Regions from separate parts of the Mus musculus genome. Here regions 1 and 2 are each linked to region 3. The links are chromatin contacts, called in public HiChIP or PLAC-seq and promoter capture Hi-C maps. All regions are on one chromosome and are shown on one strand. The core of a region is the stretch at or near the end of the contact, and the rest is flanking DNA. Distances in the headings are between cores, read along the strand shown.

The links. HiChIP or PLAC-seq counts read pairs in DNA pulled down with a chosen protein or histone mark. Capture Hi-C pulls out chosen DNA fragments and counts their contacts.
Region 1: a promoter capture Hi-C map of pancreatic islet shows a contact between it and region 3. The contact joins the promoter of Fam53a here to the promoter of Fgfr3 in region 3. A contact is called at or near these places in 1 of 15 datasets of contacts at CTCF or cohesin (the NIH/3T3 cell line), 16 of 484 Hi-C or Micro-C datasets (the HL-1 cell line, the HPC-7 cell line, LSK cells and 8 more), 7 of 115 datasets of contacts at active chromatin or transcription factors (embryonic stem cells, fibro-adipogenic progenitors, intestinal villus epithelium and 2 more) and 4 of 9 other capture datasets (adipose tissue, embryonic stem cells, liver and 1 more).
Region 2: an H3K27ac HiChIP or PLAC-seq map of extraembryonic endoderm stem cells shows a contact between it and region 3. The contact joins the enhancer-like site here to the promoter of Fgfr3 in region 3. A contact is called at or near these places in 2 of 39 promoter capture datasets (embryonic stem cells and neural stem cells), 1 of 15 datasets of contacts at CTCF or cohesin (CD8 T cells), 9 of 484 Hi-C or Micro-C datasets (the HL-1 cell line, LSK cells, embryonic stem cells and 3 more), 9 of 115 datasets of contacts at active chromatin or transcription factors (the SCID.adh cell line, cardiomyocytes, effector CD8 T cells and 5 more) and 2 of 9 other capture datasets (adipose tissue and pancreatic islet).

Annotation. Positions count from the first base shown.
Region 1 is chr5:33,628,215-33,632,599 of GRCm38.p6, forward strand. Fam53a (family with sequence similarity 53, member A) reads right to left here and starts at 1,421. Exons shown (of 6, transcript NM_178390.3): 1 at 1,123-1,421; 2 at 639-763. It also overlaps Gm9903.
Region 2 is chr5:33,814,534-33,818,868 of GRCm38.p6, forward strand. No RefSeq gene overlaps it. Among named protein-coding and RNA genes, the nearest start is that of Gm52782, 9.3 kb to the right of the region's middle. Within about 2 kb of position 2,033, at least 9 of the 459 cell types and tissues checked have an H3K27ac peak or open chromatin away from gene starts, as enhancers often do. A contact at or near this core is called in extraembryonic endoderm stem cells, where this site is marked.
Region 3 is chr5:33,719,787-33,723,650 of GRCm38.p6, forward strand. It overlaps Fgfr3 (fibroblast growth factor receptor 3), which reads left to right and starts at 1,938. Exons shown (of 18, transcript NM_008010.5): 1 at 1,938-2,142; 2 at 2,520-2,725. The coding sequence starts at 2,623. RefSeq lists promoters at 1,783-2,623, 1,783-1,987 and enhancers at 2,143-2,519, 2,350-2,408.

The DNA.
Region 1 (4,385 bases), core at 171-2,670, 92 kb before region 3:
AGGGACAGCAAGCAGAATCATTTATCAGGCCATGAGAAGGGACCGGGCTTGCTATGCTCACTAAACAAAGAGACGTAAAGAGGAGAACAGGTGCCAGAGGAGTCATCAGAAAGAACGACCAACCACTAACCAAAACAGCAAAGTCCATCTACTCTTCCTAATCAATTTCAATTTCCACCTTGGCGTAATATTCAGAATTTGGAAAAACTATCCTCGGTCCTACCTTGTTCTGAGATGCTGAACTTCCCTTCCAAGACCCACTTTCCTAAGATGACCAAATATGTATTTGAAGCAGCAGCATCAGTGAGCACAAGTCAAATTTCTTAATGTAAAAACTAAAGTACACCTTTCAAGTCAAACTAGTCCATCTTCAAAATTCTCAGAGCTGAAACATCATTATAAACTTAAGTAGTGGGGCTGGAGGGTTAGAATAAGCTTAGATTCATACTTAAAGATATATCTAATGATTAAATACCTTGAAGTGCAAAAAATTAAAGTGATTTTAATTTGGAGTGATAGATCACAGATCTGTAATTAAGACTAATGTACAAAGGCAATAGCATTCGGAGCGGTAAAATACATTGTGAACATCGCACATCCCATCCTCCACACAGGAAGTCTTAAAGGGACTTACACACCCTCAGTCTACGCAGGAAAGTGGCTTCGGAATAGACTTCCAAGTCACCTTCCACAGGTCGTTGGGGAGGATCTGCTCTTGGGATTCCCTTAAGGGACCATCATATCTCGTCAAACTTCCTGCTTCCTGAATACAAAATAACAATCACTGAGTCTCAACAACAGCGGGTTCACGGGCCCACGGACTCAGCATGGCGACAACAGGTCTCAAAGTCGACATGAAAAGTGATTCAACAAGTGGCAGCGCGCCCCAGGCGCAGCGGGCAGGCCTTACCGCCTGGCGTGCAGGAGCGCGCACAACAGAATGCTTGGGGCCTGGCCTAATTGGAGGGGTCCCCGGACTCGCCACGAGTTCGGGGAGCTGGGGCCCAGGGGACTCTAGGGAGCTGGGGCCCAGGGTTCTTTCAGATGCTGGGTCCCCGAGGACCTTAGGATGTCGGGGACACGGGACACGAGGACAGTGCTGGGCCCGGGGCGCGCGGGGACCTTAAGGTGCTGAGACGCCGGCTGGCCCTAGAGGGTGTTCCGCGCGCTGTGCCGATGCACCCGGCTCTCGACGTGCGGCTGCGCGGCGCCGGCCGACGTACGGAGACTCCGGGATCGCAGCGCAAGGACACGGCGTTGCGGTGGCTGGAGCTCTTAGCGATGAGCAGGCGAACGACGGCGCAGAGCACTCTCCGCGAGGCGAGTGAGCACCGAGCTCCGTAGCTGGGGCAGGGCGCCGGCCGCGCAGGCCGCGCTCCGCGCATGGGGACGGTGAGCCTCAGTCACCGCGGAACAAAACCGCAGCCGACGCCCCGCCCCCTCCGGACGCCCTCATTGGTCGCCGCGCCGCTACCACCGCCCCGAGCCGTCAGCCGTCCGCTCGCGCACCCGCCCGCGGAAGCCGCCGCAAGCAATCAACCCTCAGCCGCACCGCTAGGCGGGCGACGTCACTGCCCGGCGTGTTGTGGGTGTGGCCTCGTGACGCCCCGCCCCCGTTTCCTCTCACTTCCCTCCTACGGGTACCGTGCGCCGCTGCTGGCCCCGCCCCCCTGTGCGAGCTGGCCCGCGCCGGGTGTGACGTTAACCTTCGGGTGTCCGCGGGGCATCGAAGGCCGGTAGTGGTACCTATAGGCTCCCGGATTCCAAAGTCCGATGTGACCACCTTCATCTCCCTGCCTTTTTTCTTTTTCTTTCTTTCTTTTATAGCAAAATCTCAGTATGAAGCTCGGACTGTAGACAAGGATGGCTTCGAACTCCTAGAGATCCTTCTGCCTCTGTCTTCCGAGCCCTGGAATTAAAGACAGGCGCCACCAATGCCCAGCTTCTCCTGTCCTTTGCTGGTAATGTGCCTTTGGGCAGGACCCTTCCCTTTGGGAGTCTCATTTCTGGACCTACCGTGTGACTGGAAGGCACTTTTGTGCATTGGGTACCGGTGCTGTGAAGGAAAGCTGCTCTGCAGGTGGGTGTGACTGGGGTGGAGCACTTCTCAGGGTGCTAGAGGCCAGGCGCAGCAAAATGAAACCGCCTGCCGACTTGGCTAGGAATAGGCTGCAATTTCACAAGCCTGTAATCCCTAGACAACCTTGTTCCCAAACAACAAAAAGTAATTTTAAAAAATGTTGCAGGGTTAGGTACAGCTACTTGATGTAGAAAATGGAATAGTTCTCATCTGGAATAAGACCTAAAAAGGAAGACATTAGAAAGCCACTGGGTATTCCTGGGGCACACCAGAAGTCTGGGCCCTGGCCACCACGTTATGGGTCTGGTAAATCCAGTTCTGTACAGGCTCAGAGGCCCAGCCAAGGGAGGCCAAGATCAACTAGAATGAGTGCCCTCACCTGCTGCATCACCTGCGACAGACCTTTCATTTCCTCCTCCAGGTTTCTTGAGGACAGGGGACTTGCGACCTGGATCACAGCAGGCAGGAGCCAGATAAGGACTGAGACATCTGGCAGGCACCTGTGCCTAAGAGGAACTCTGCCCAGAACAGTCCTCAACCACACTCTCCCTGGGCAGATCTGGACCAATGGTGGCCTTCTCAAATCACCACGGTCACCTTGTGTTTCCCAAGCCCTGCAGCTGATTAAGTTACATACGCCACACAGCTCAGCTGTATTTGAGTAATTCCTAAAGGCTTTCAGTGTGTGCCCTTTTAGGGTAATTTTCAGGGAGTTGATGAATTCACATAAAACCAGAAAGTATTTCAAACTCTCCCACAGATCAGATTGCAGAGAATGGCTTGCAAGCCAGCTGTGGGATTTCACCCAATGTCTGATAGTCCCACATAAACCACACTGGTGATGCTGAGGACAGGTGCCAGTATCAGTGTTTATCATGTCCCAAAGGTAACCAGCCAAGGGAAGATATTAAAATCATCCTTGGTTCACAGTTAGGCTGCTACTCCACCAAGGGGCCATTTTCCCTCCATGACAAAGAATAGCAATGTCACCAGCCTGTCTCCTCAATGCTTGCCTCCATCTCCCTGAGAATGTTATGTGTACCTCAGTGGGCCATGTGAAGGGGAAAGACAGTGATGGCCTAACTCCAAACCTCCACTACTCAGTGGTATACTACTACAAGCATGGGGACAGCCCGGACGACTCTAGTACATGAGTTTGCTGGTGCAGTTTCAACAATGGGTGCCAGAGGAACACACCTTAACTCACCCCAGCAGACCCTAGCTCACTTTGGTCCACAACAGCTTACTTACCCCAACACACCTCAGCAATCCCAACCACTAGATATAATATGCCCAAATCGCCGCCAGACTCTAGCATATCCCACCACACTTAAGCACAGGGTCTAGATGTCACAGTGCTTAGGATGAGGAAGGTGGCCTGAAGAAAGGCCTCAGGCTGCTGGACATTGCCTCTGCCTCCCATGAAGCTGGTCAGACCAGAGGGGACATAGTGAGCTGACAGGTATCCCAAATGCATGACATCTCTGTGCCAAACCAGCTGGCCAGTGCCACCCTCCATTATGGCTGTCGCCTGCACCAGTCAGCTATGTCTGAGACAGTCTTTGAAGACCCTATCTGTCCAAAGATGCTGAATATTTTACAACAGTAGCCTTATTTTTCTGTACTTTTGCTATTAAAAAAAAAACTGCTACAAGCAGACACTGATCAACAGAAAGAATTACCAAATATGCTTGGACTCTCTGCACTCTGGAGGCTAAGGAAAGAAGACTGTAAATTCAAAGCCAGCCTAGCTACAGAACCAGACCCAATCTCACAAAATATAATGAAAACCTTCCAGAAACCTCTTCTCCTGTTGCTGAGGTCAGGACTTATGAGATGGCATTGTCCCAGACTTGCACTCCCACGGGTCCTGGGAGGATCCTTCCCGCTTCTTCCAGTTTCCTGTGTCCCTGTCACTTCAGTCTCTGTCTCCTCTCCTCTGCGACACTTTTCCTCCTCTTTGGGACTTTTTTTTTTTCCTCTTTGATATTTTTAATTTTTAAAAAAAATTACTTGATGTGTATAAGTGTTTTGCCTGCATGTAGGCACCACACACCCGAGGAGACCAGAAAGGGTGTCATACCCCCTGGGACTGGAGTTACAGATGGTTGTGAGCCACTGTTTGAGCACTGAGAATCTTACCTGGGTCCTCTGCAAGAGCAGTAAGTACTTTTAACTGTTGAGCCAACTCACCAGCCCCCTTGGCATTTTTTTTTCATTTTTTATTTTTTAGGATACTGATTATTAGATTTAAGGGGTCATTTGAGTAACTCAGTACTTTCAAGCCCCTAAAGTACACTGCAGA
Region 2 (4,335 bases), core at 783-3,282, 95 kb after region 3:
TTTGAGATAATGTTTCTCTATGTAGCCTTGGCTGTCCTATAACCCAGTCACTCTGTAGACTATGAACTCACAGTGAACTGTCTACCTTTGTCTCCTGAGGGCTGGGATTAACATACCACCACTGCCTGGCTACTTTGATTATTTTCAGTTATGTTTATGTGTGTCTCTGTACCTTGAAGGCAGAGGTGTTAGGTTCTCCAGTAAGTTTCAGACAGTCGTGAGCTGCCTGACGTGGGTGTTGGGAACTGAACTTAGGTCCTCAGCAAGAGTAGTATGTGACTTAGCCACTGTGCCATCTCTCCATCCCCATAAACACATTTAAGAGAGAAGAGCTGGGTGGTGGTGATGCTTAGTCTTTAACCCCAGCACTTGAGGAACTGAGGCACGTGGATCTCTGCATTCCAGTCTAACCTGGTCTACTGAGTACGTTCCAGACCAGCCAAGGCTTCATAGTGAGACCCTGTCTTAAAAGACAAACCAAGGGCCAAGAGAGATCAATGGATAAAGGTACCTGAGCACCAGAGTTCCCGGGACCCAAATAGAAGGGATGATTGCCTCCTTCTACTTGTCCTCTGACCTCCTCCTCATGCTCGCCATAGTGTACATGCACACACACGCACACTCGCACTGAATATAATGTAATAAAATATAAAACACAACAAAAATGAAACTAACCAAACAAGAGCAACACAGGAATCTGCCCTGGATGGGGTAGGGGAGGGGCAGGCTGGGTGATCTGAATCACTATCCACAGGCCAGCCATCTCAATTTTTGGACTCAATGTTTGAAGCTACTCATTAGTCTGGAAAAATGTGGCTCACAGCACATAGATTAGGAGGGGCTTAGTTATCTTCCTTCTGCTAGTATGGATTTTAACTCCCTGTCATTTTCTTTCTTTCTTTCTTTCTTTCTTTCTTTCTTTCTTTCTTTCTTTCTTTCTTTCTTTTCTTTTGGTTTTTCGAGACAGGGTTTCTCTGTGTAGCCCTGGCTGTCCTGGAACTCACTCTGTAGACCAGGCTGGCCTGGAACTCAAAAATCTGCCTGCCTCTGCCTCAAGAAGTGCAAGCTGGGCGCGGTGGTGCACACCTTTGATCCCAGCACTTGGGAGGCTGAGGCGGCGAATTTCTGAGTTTGAGGCCAGCCTGGTCTACAAAGTGGGTTCCAGGACAGCCAGGGCTACACAGAGAAACCCTGTCTCAAACAAACAAACAAACAAACAAAAACAAACAAACAAACAAACAAAAAAAGAAGTGCTATTTTAGCATTGAACTCCATTTCTTTTTTTTTTAAATTAATTTATTTATTTTATGTAAGTACACTGTAGCTGTCTTCAGACACCCCAGAAGAGGGCATCAGATCTCATTACAGATAGTTGTGAGCCACCATGTGGTTGCTGGGATTTGAACTCAAGACCTCTAGAAGAGCAGTCACCAGCCCTGAACTCCATTTCTTAAGCAAAACAGACTGAGTGGGCAGTGCTGGTCCCAGGCCCTGCTCTGATTTGATCCTTGAGCTTGTGGCAATTCTGTGGACAGAGCAGGGGAGCTAGGCCCAGGCTCCCTTCTTTGAAGTAATCCAACACTGCAAAATCAAACAGTGAGTGGGCCGCGGGGAATGCCCACACACAGTTTGACCTGAAAGAACTGTTCTTCACTCTCTCAAAGGGTGTGGCCAGGTGATGGGTGGAGCAGACCATAAATGGTAATGCCTGAAATCGGTGGAACCCCTGTGGTGGGACCTGTGTAGGAGACTGATTCATTAGCACGGCTAGAGCTGTTCCCTTAAGGTCCCCACTTATCCTTAAGTTGTTCTTGTGGCTTGGTGGGTGTCCTCACATCTCATAGGCCTTTCTCCATTATTCCTTAACCAAACTGAAGGAGTTTGCTGCTTGGCCTGTCTGTGCCCTACACTGTTCAGGCCACGTGCTTGAGAAAAGTGAGCATACTTTGTGTGTCTGGGATGGCACATACCAGACCCTTCTTCTAGTAAGAACAGGCAGGCAAGAGTTAGAGCTTGCGGGGTGTGGCCCTTATCTGTCACCCTTTCCTCTGGGGCCTAGAGAAACAATACTGATTATGGCCACAACTCTACAGAGTCCCAACATCCTGACTAACCATGGGTTTGAATTGTGTAATTGTGTTCCTTCAAAGGTATTTTCAATAATTAACCAGGGAACCTGTCATTGTGACCTTACTTGGAAATTAAGGCCCTGGCAGATGTAGGCTACTGTAGTCATCAGAAGAAAAATCAGAATCAGGGATAGACAGACTAGAAAAGGCCGCATGAAAACACAAGCAGAGGTCATGATGTTCACAGGAGCTGCAGATTGTAGGTAACCACCAGGTAGCTGGGAAGCAGCAGGAAAGCCCCACCCAGGTTCTGGAGCTCCATCCTTACAATTGTAAACCACTAACTTTCAGTTGTGCAGTCTAAGAAACCAACAATGAGGAAACCAGCTGTCTAAATCCAAAGGTAAAACTACCTGAAGATGAACACCTAGAGCGGGGATCCAGCTAAGACTAGAAGGGTATCACAGAAGACTTTGGGGACAGGCCTGCTGGGCTTATCTGTGATCTCAGCCCTGGAATGTGTGAGCGCTAGAGGCCAGCCTAGGCTACATAGTGAGACTGTCTTCAAACAAAACAAGTGAGCAAATGAAAAGGAAGGAGGACTGCACAGGACTGGAGTTTGATTTCCAGCACCCACATGATGGTCCTCAACCATCTTAACTCTATTTCTACACAACCTCTTCTGACTTCTGCAGGTACCAGGCATGCACATGGCACAATTACATACAGGCAGGCAAAGCAGTCATATGTGTAAAATTAAAAAATAAAAATAAACAGCGAGAGAGATGGCTGAGTGGTTAAGATTGTATATAGCTCTTACAGAAGACCTCAGTTGAGTTCTCCGCACCCACAACAGGTGGCTGAGAGCAGCCCATGACTCCAGCTTTAGATGCCAGAACCTCCGGCCTCCTCTGGCACCTGCACTCTTATATAGATACCCATACGCGTACACATAAAATATTTTTTTTTCCTCAAGACAGAATTTTTCTATGTTGACAGCCTTGGGTCTCCTGGAACAAGCACTGAAGACCAGGCCGGCCTTAAACTCACAGAAACTTGCTTGTCCCTGCTTCCCAAATGTTGGGGTTGAAGGCATGTACCGCTATAACCTATTAAGAATAAAATAAATCTTTTTTTAAAAATTAGAACAAAAAGTAGTCTCTCACCTAAGAGCTGGAAGAAGGTGTAGTTTTTCTGAACGATACCCAGTGTTGGATGTTGGCTGTCTCAAGAGCTCTGATGGGTTATCACCCTAGGGAGTGTCCTTGGTGAAAGATGGGGTCTATAGCTGTTCTGGGCTGGTGGTTTGTACCTGGAAGTAACAACTGGACCCCAGTGACAGATACCTTAGGCCTCTGAGTCAGGGCTTGTGAGAAGAGGGTTCTTAACCACATCTTTGTCCTGTGTAGTTTTTATCTGATAGGGACCCTAGGTAAATAGAAAAGCCTTGCAGTGCTGCCCAAGAATCCAAGATCATTCCTAGGGAATTCCAGTGGCCTTTGCCTGGGTGGGACCTCAGCTGGAGGCCTGGGGAAGTCACTCTTGGGTTTGGAAAGCAGAATGACCGGTTCTGGGGAGTTTGGGAGTAGGAGGTCCTTCGTGGTTCTGCCTTGGTTCCGGGCCTTTCCCCAAGCCCCTCTTTGGAGACCGGGGCCACCTAGGGCATGGGAGGAGGGGCAGCCCAAGCTGCATTTCCACTTGGAAGCCCTCTTTATTTGGCCTGGGACAGAGAAAGACTGGGGTCAGAGTGCACACATCTCCATGGAAACAGCAATGAGCCTGGCCCCTAGGGGACCCTAGGCATAGTAGGGGGTCTCAGGTTTTTTTTTTTTTTTTTTTTTTTTTTTTTTTTTTTTTTTTTTTTTTTTTTGACGAAGGGGCCTGGGCCTATCTTTGGCAGCAGCTTTTACAAAGTTCCATGAGGCCTGGAGAAGCAGGCAGACAAGTGGACACATGGAGCAGCAGAAGAGCAGACTGAGCTTTTTCAGGACTCCAGGCTCCAGGCAGGAAAATACAGCTCGAATGTGGAGTCTTTAGAGAAGGGACAAGCCTTGGAGAGACCAAAGAGAAGTTAGCTGTGCTGTTGCTGTTCCACTCAGGGTCCACCTGGGATTTGAGTCCCGCCAAATTCTCTCCAAGAGAGTATCTCCTCTGATAGTCTCAGAACTCCGAGACTGCCAGAGCATCTAAACAGTGACCTATAGACTGAAAATCTTGACTTGGATGGTCTGGGAGCCTGCTGTGAGAAGTATGCAAACCTTAGTGG
Region 3 (3,864 bases), core at 688-3,187:
TGAATTGAAAAAGTAAATTTAAGACAACCAGATTTTAATCTGGAAGTCGGCTCAATACAGGAATACAAGTTGTAGCCGGGCGTGGTAGCCCACGCCTTTAATCCCAGCACTCGGGAGGCAGAGGCAGGCGGATTTCTGAGTTCAAGGTCTGCCTGGTCTACAAAGTGAGTTTCAGGACAGCCAGGGCTACAGAGAAACCCTGTCTCGAAAAACCAAAAAAAAAAAAAAAAAAAAAAAAGGAATACAAGTTGTGAATAGTTGTGAACACCACACAGCTCATTTTTAATGAAGGGGGCTGATTCCCCCCCCCCCACTGCTGCAGTTGAGCAGGGGTCTACAAGAGCTGGCCAGTGTAAGGCCACAGGGTTGGGGGAGGATCAGAGGAGTGGGAGTACCCTGCTTAGAGTCCTCTTTCCTGCATGTGTAGCCCATTGGAAAACAAGGTAGCTTGAGAGAGATGGTCTGTTGGGCCATGGGGTTCAGAGAACAACCAACACTGGCCTGAGATTCCTGACTGGGTATTTCTAACAAGGAGGTCATCTCAGAAATAAAGAAGTATTGCTGTTTGGATGGATGCTCAGCTCCCAGTTACAGAGTGTGGAGGGTTCTGATAAATCCTCCAGACGAAGGGCGTGGAAATAGGGGTCAGAGCTCACATTCTGGTTCATTTACTGATAACTAATCTGCCAATAGATTAGGGGAGAATGTCTGCTATGACCCCCTGGGGTGGCATCCTGGGAGAGGACCTGTGGGCAGCTGCCTGGGGGTGCCATGGGAACCCAGGACTGGATTCTAGCCAGTCTGCAGGGAGGGGTCCTTGGCCAGAGCAGGAGTAACAGTAGGCAGAGCTGCCCAGCTCTAGGGTGGACACACAGGGATGAGAGCATGAGGGTTCTGGGGCCAGGGCTTTCCCTGCTCAGCTATCTGGGAAAGATAAGGGTGATGAGTAAGCCAGTGAAAGGTGTTCGTAACCCACGAGCCATTCCCCCCCCCACCCCCCCCATGAGCAGTTTTAAGTTCTTCAAGCCACATACAGCCAGACTGGGCAGAAGCACTGAGCCAGGTCCCCATGTATCTGGCTCCCATAGGCTTCATCAGACCTTGTGGAACTTGTCTGAAAGTGAGACAAGGTTCCCTGCCTTGTGAGGGTAGAGAGGCCATCAGTCACAGGGTGGTTGCTGTTACAGAAGTTCTGCCAGGCAGGACCTACAGCTTGCCAGCATGATGGGGTGACCAGGCTGATCCTCCAGGGACCAGCTGTCATTGTGACACTCCCCAGATGGAATGTGTCCCACATGATGGGCGTGCTGTGCTAGGACATCCATAGGTTGGAGTTCAGGCAGCCTTAGGGTAGGGCAGGCTCCCCTGCTTTGTATCCCCAGCTCTTCTCGCTATTCCGAGAGGCTGGGTAAGTTTCTTCCAAAACCTGTGTGTTCTTGGGGAAGTGTGGACATCGTTCCTGAGCAGGATGCAGGCAGCTGGTTAGTTTGATAAATACAGCAGCGTGTCCGTCTTTTCTAGGGTGCAATCCCTGGGTCTTTCATCATGTAAACTCTGCTCCATCCTTCACTGGAAGACCTGTTCACACGTATTTGTATTTGTCTTCCTGGAACTGTCAGGCTTTGTACCTGAGGATTTAGTGCTCTTTGCACAGGGTTCATTCAGCTCAGGGGGCCAGTTCACTGTGAAGACGCCCTAACACCTAGACCCCCACCGAAGTCAACCTTCTGAGCCCTTGAGCACAGCTTTATTGGAGGGAGAAGCGTGCTGGTAGACAGTCCTGAGCTCGGCATTGCTTCAAGGGGTCGAGCGTGCGACCCTTGCCTCGCCTGCTCCGCCCCAGCTGGGCTCCCACGCCCTCTGGGACCGCCCGGCGCCCCCGCCTGACCACGCCTCTTCGGATCTCCCGCCCCCTGGCCGCCGGGGAAGGGGAGTGTTCGGGGCGTGGCGGGAGCACCCCCCAACCCCCGCCCGGGCTGCTGCGCGCCGGGCAGCCCCAGTTCAGTGCACTGTGGCAGCGGGGGTGGCGGGAGCAGCTGGCGCCGTGCGATCCACTCCGGCGGGGGGACTCAGTGGTGGGCGGCCGGCCACTGGGACAGAGGAGACCCTGGAAAAGCGGGCCGAGAGACGGAGCCGCGCGTGGTGAGTTGGGCTCTAGCGGCCGCCAGGTTAGTGTGAAGGACTCGGCTGGCACTCGGAGGTTCCGGGCGGGCTCAGAAGCAGTCAGGGGGTGAGATATGCGGGAAGTGGAGCGGTTCGTAAGTGCGGCGAGGCCGGGGCAAGGCGCGGGCTTCCCGCTCTGGAAAGTTTGCGGCTACTGCCTCCGTCCTGGGAGGGCTCTGCGGCAACCAGGGAGGGAAGGAGGAGGGAGGAACCGCGGCTGGGAGGAGGCGGCCGGCGCCAGGCAGCCCGGGAGAGAGCTAGGAGTCGGCGGGCGGGGCGGCCGGGGGTCGGGGTTCAGGAGCGAGGCCGCGCTTCCCCGCTGCCCTCCGGAGTAACTCAGTGCTCTCCTCCTGTAGTCTCCACAGAGGCGTTCTCCCACCGGCGCCGGAGCCGGGCGTGGGGGGTTGCAGCATGCCCGCGCGCGCTGCTTGAGGACGCCGCGGCCCCCGCTCTGGAGCCATGGTAGTCCCGGCCTGCGTGCTAGTGTTCTGCGTGGCGGTCGTGGCTGGAGCTACTTCCGAGCCTCCTGGTCCAGAGCAGCGAGTTGTGCGGAGAGCGGCAGGTAAGGACTGACCCAAGGTGTTCTTCTGGGGGCCGGCCCTGAATCACAGGGGCTTTGGCAATGGTGAACAGCCCTTGGGTGAGGAAGGGGCGTCGGGTTGATTAGCACCACAGGGGCTAGTGCGCCGAGGTTTGTCCCCTGCCCCGCAGATCGCTGTCAGCTCGGACGCGGCAGTTTATAGGGGTGTCTGTAGGCTGGGAGCCACCACCCAAGTGCGAGGCGTCACGTGGACCGGTGCCCGTGACGGTGGTCCCAGGCAGAGGGGCGTTGGGAAGGCGCGCGAGCTGACTTCCCACGATTCCTATTGTTGCTTCTCGAATTTGAGAGGAGGAAAAATGCCTGTTATTGATTCAGCCGTTCTCCCGGAACAGTTCTTCCTCTGCTTCAGCTAAAGGAAGGCTGGACGTTGCGGGGTGGATAGTAGTATCCCAGCCAAAGCTCAGCTTCAGGGTTTCGCATGACAAGGTGACAGCTTCAGTGCGGCTGCTCCCCTCTTATCCTGTAGGCGGCCTGAGGGGTCGGTTCCCAGGGGCGCGCACAGACTGCCCTTCAGGCCGCACGCTGGGAGATGAGGGGCGGTTGTCCCAGGATCTTGGCGCCGCCTAGGTAGTCCCGCTGGCCACCAAAGTCCGATGGGACACTTGAATGCCCTCAAACGGGGCCCGGAGGCCAAGGATGCGAAAGGGAGCCACGGTCCGCTCTGCGTCCCTTGGTTGCCCGGAGGTGCGACGCGCGCGGCCCCCGGCTGTGCCCGGTGGCAGCGTGGCAAAGCAGAGCAGCGGTCTGGCGGGAGGCCGCGCGAAGGGAGGCTTTCGCTCGGTAAGTTGTCGCCCCACCCGAGCTGAGGCCCGAACAGCCGCTCCTTTGTACCTCGGCGGCCACAAACCGCGCATTGATGGCGGCGCGGCCTCTCGGGGAGGTGCGAGTGCGGCGGGCGCAGCGGGAGGAGGCAGATGGCGGTGTGCCCCTCCCGGCGCCCCCGCGCCCCTCTCTCCAGCGGCTGCAGCCTCCTGGAACAATGTCATTTTCTTTCTTTCTTTCTTTCTTTCTTTTTTTTTATGAATGAAAGTGGGCCGGGAACTTGAATGTGCGTGTCTTTCAGCGGCGTGACAGAGGCGGTCGGGAGGTCAGCGCGCGCT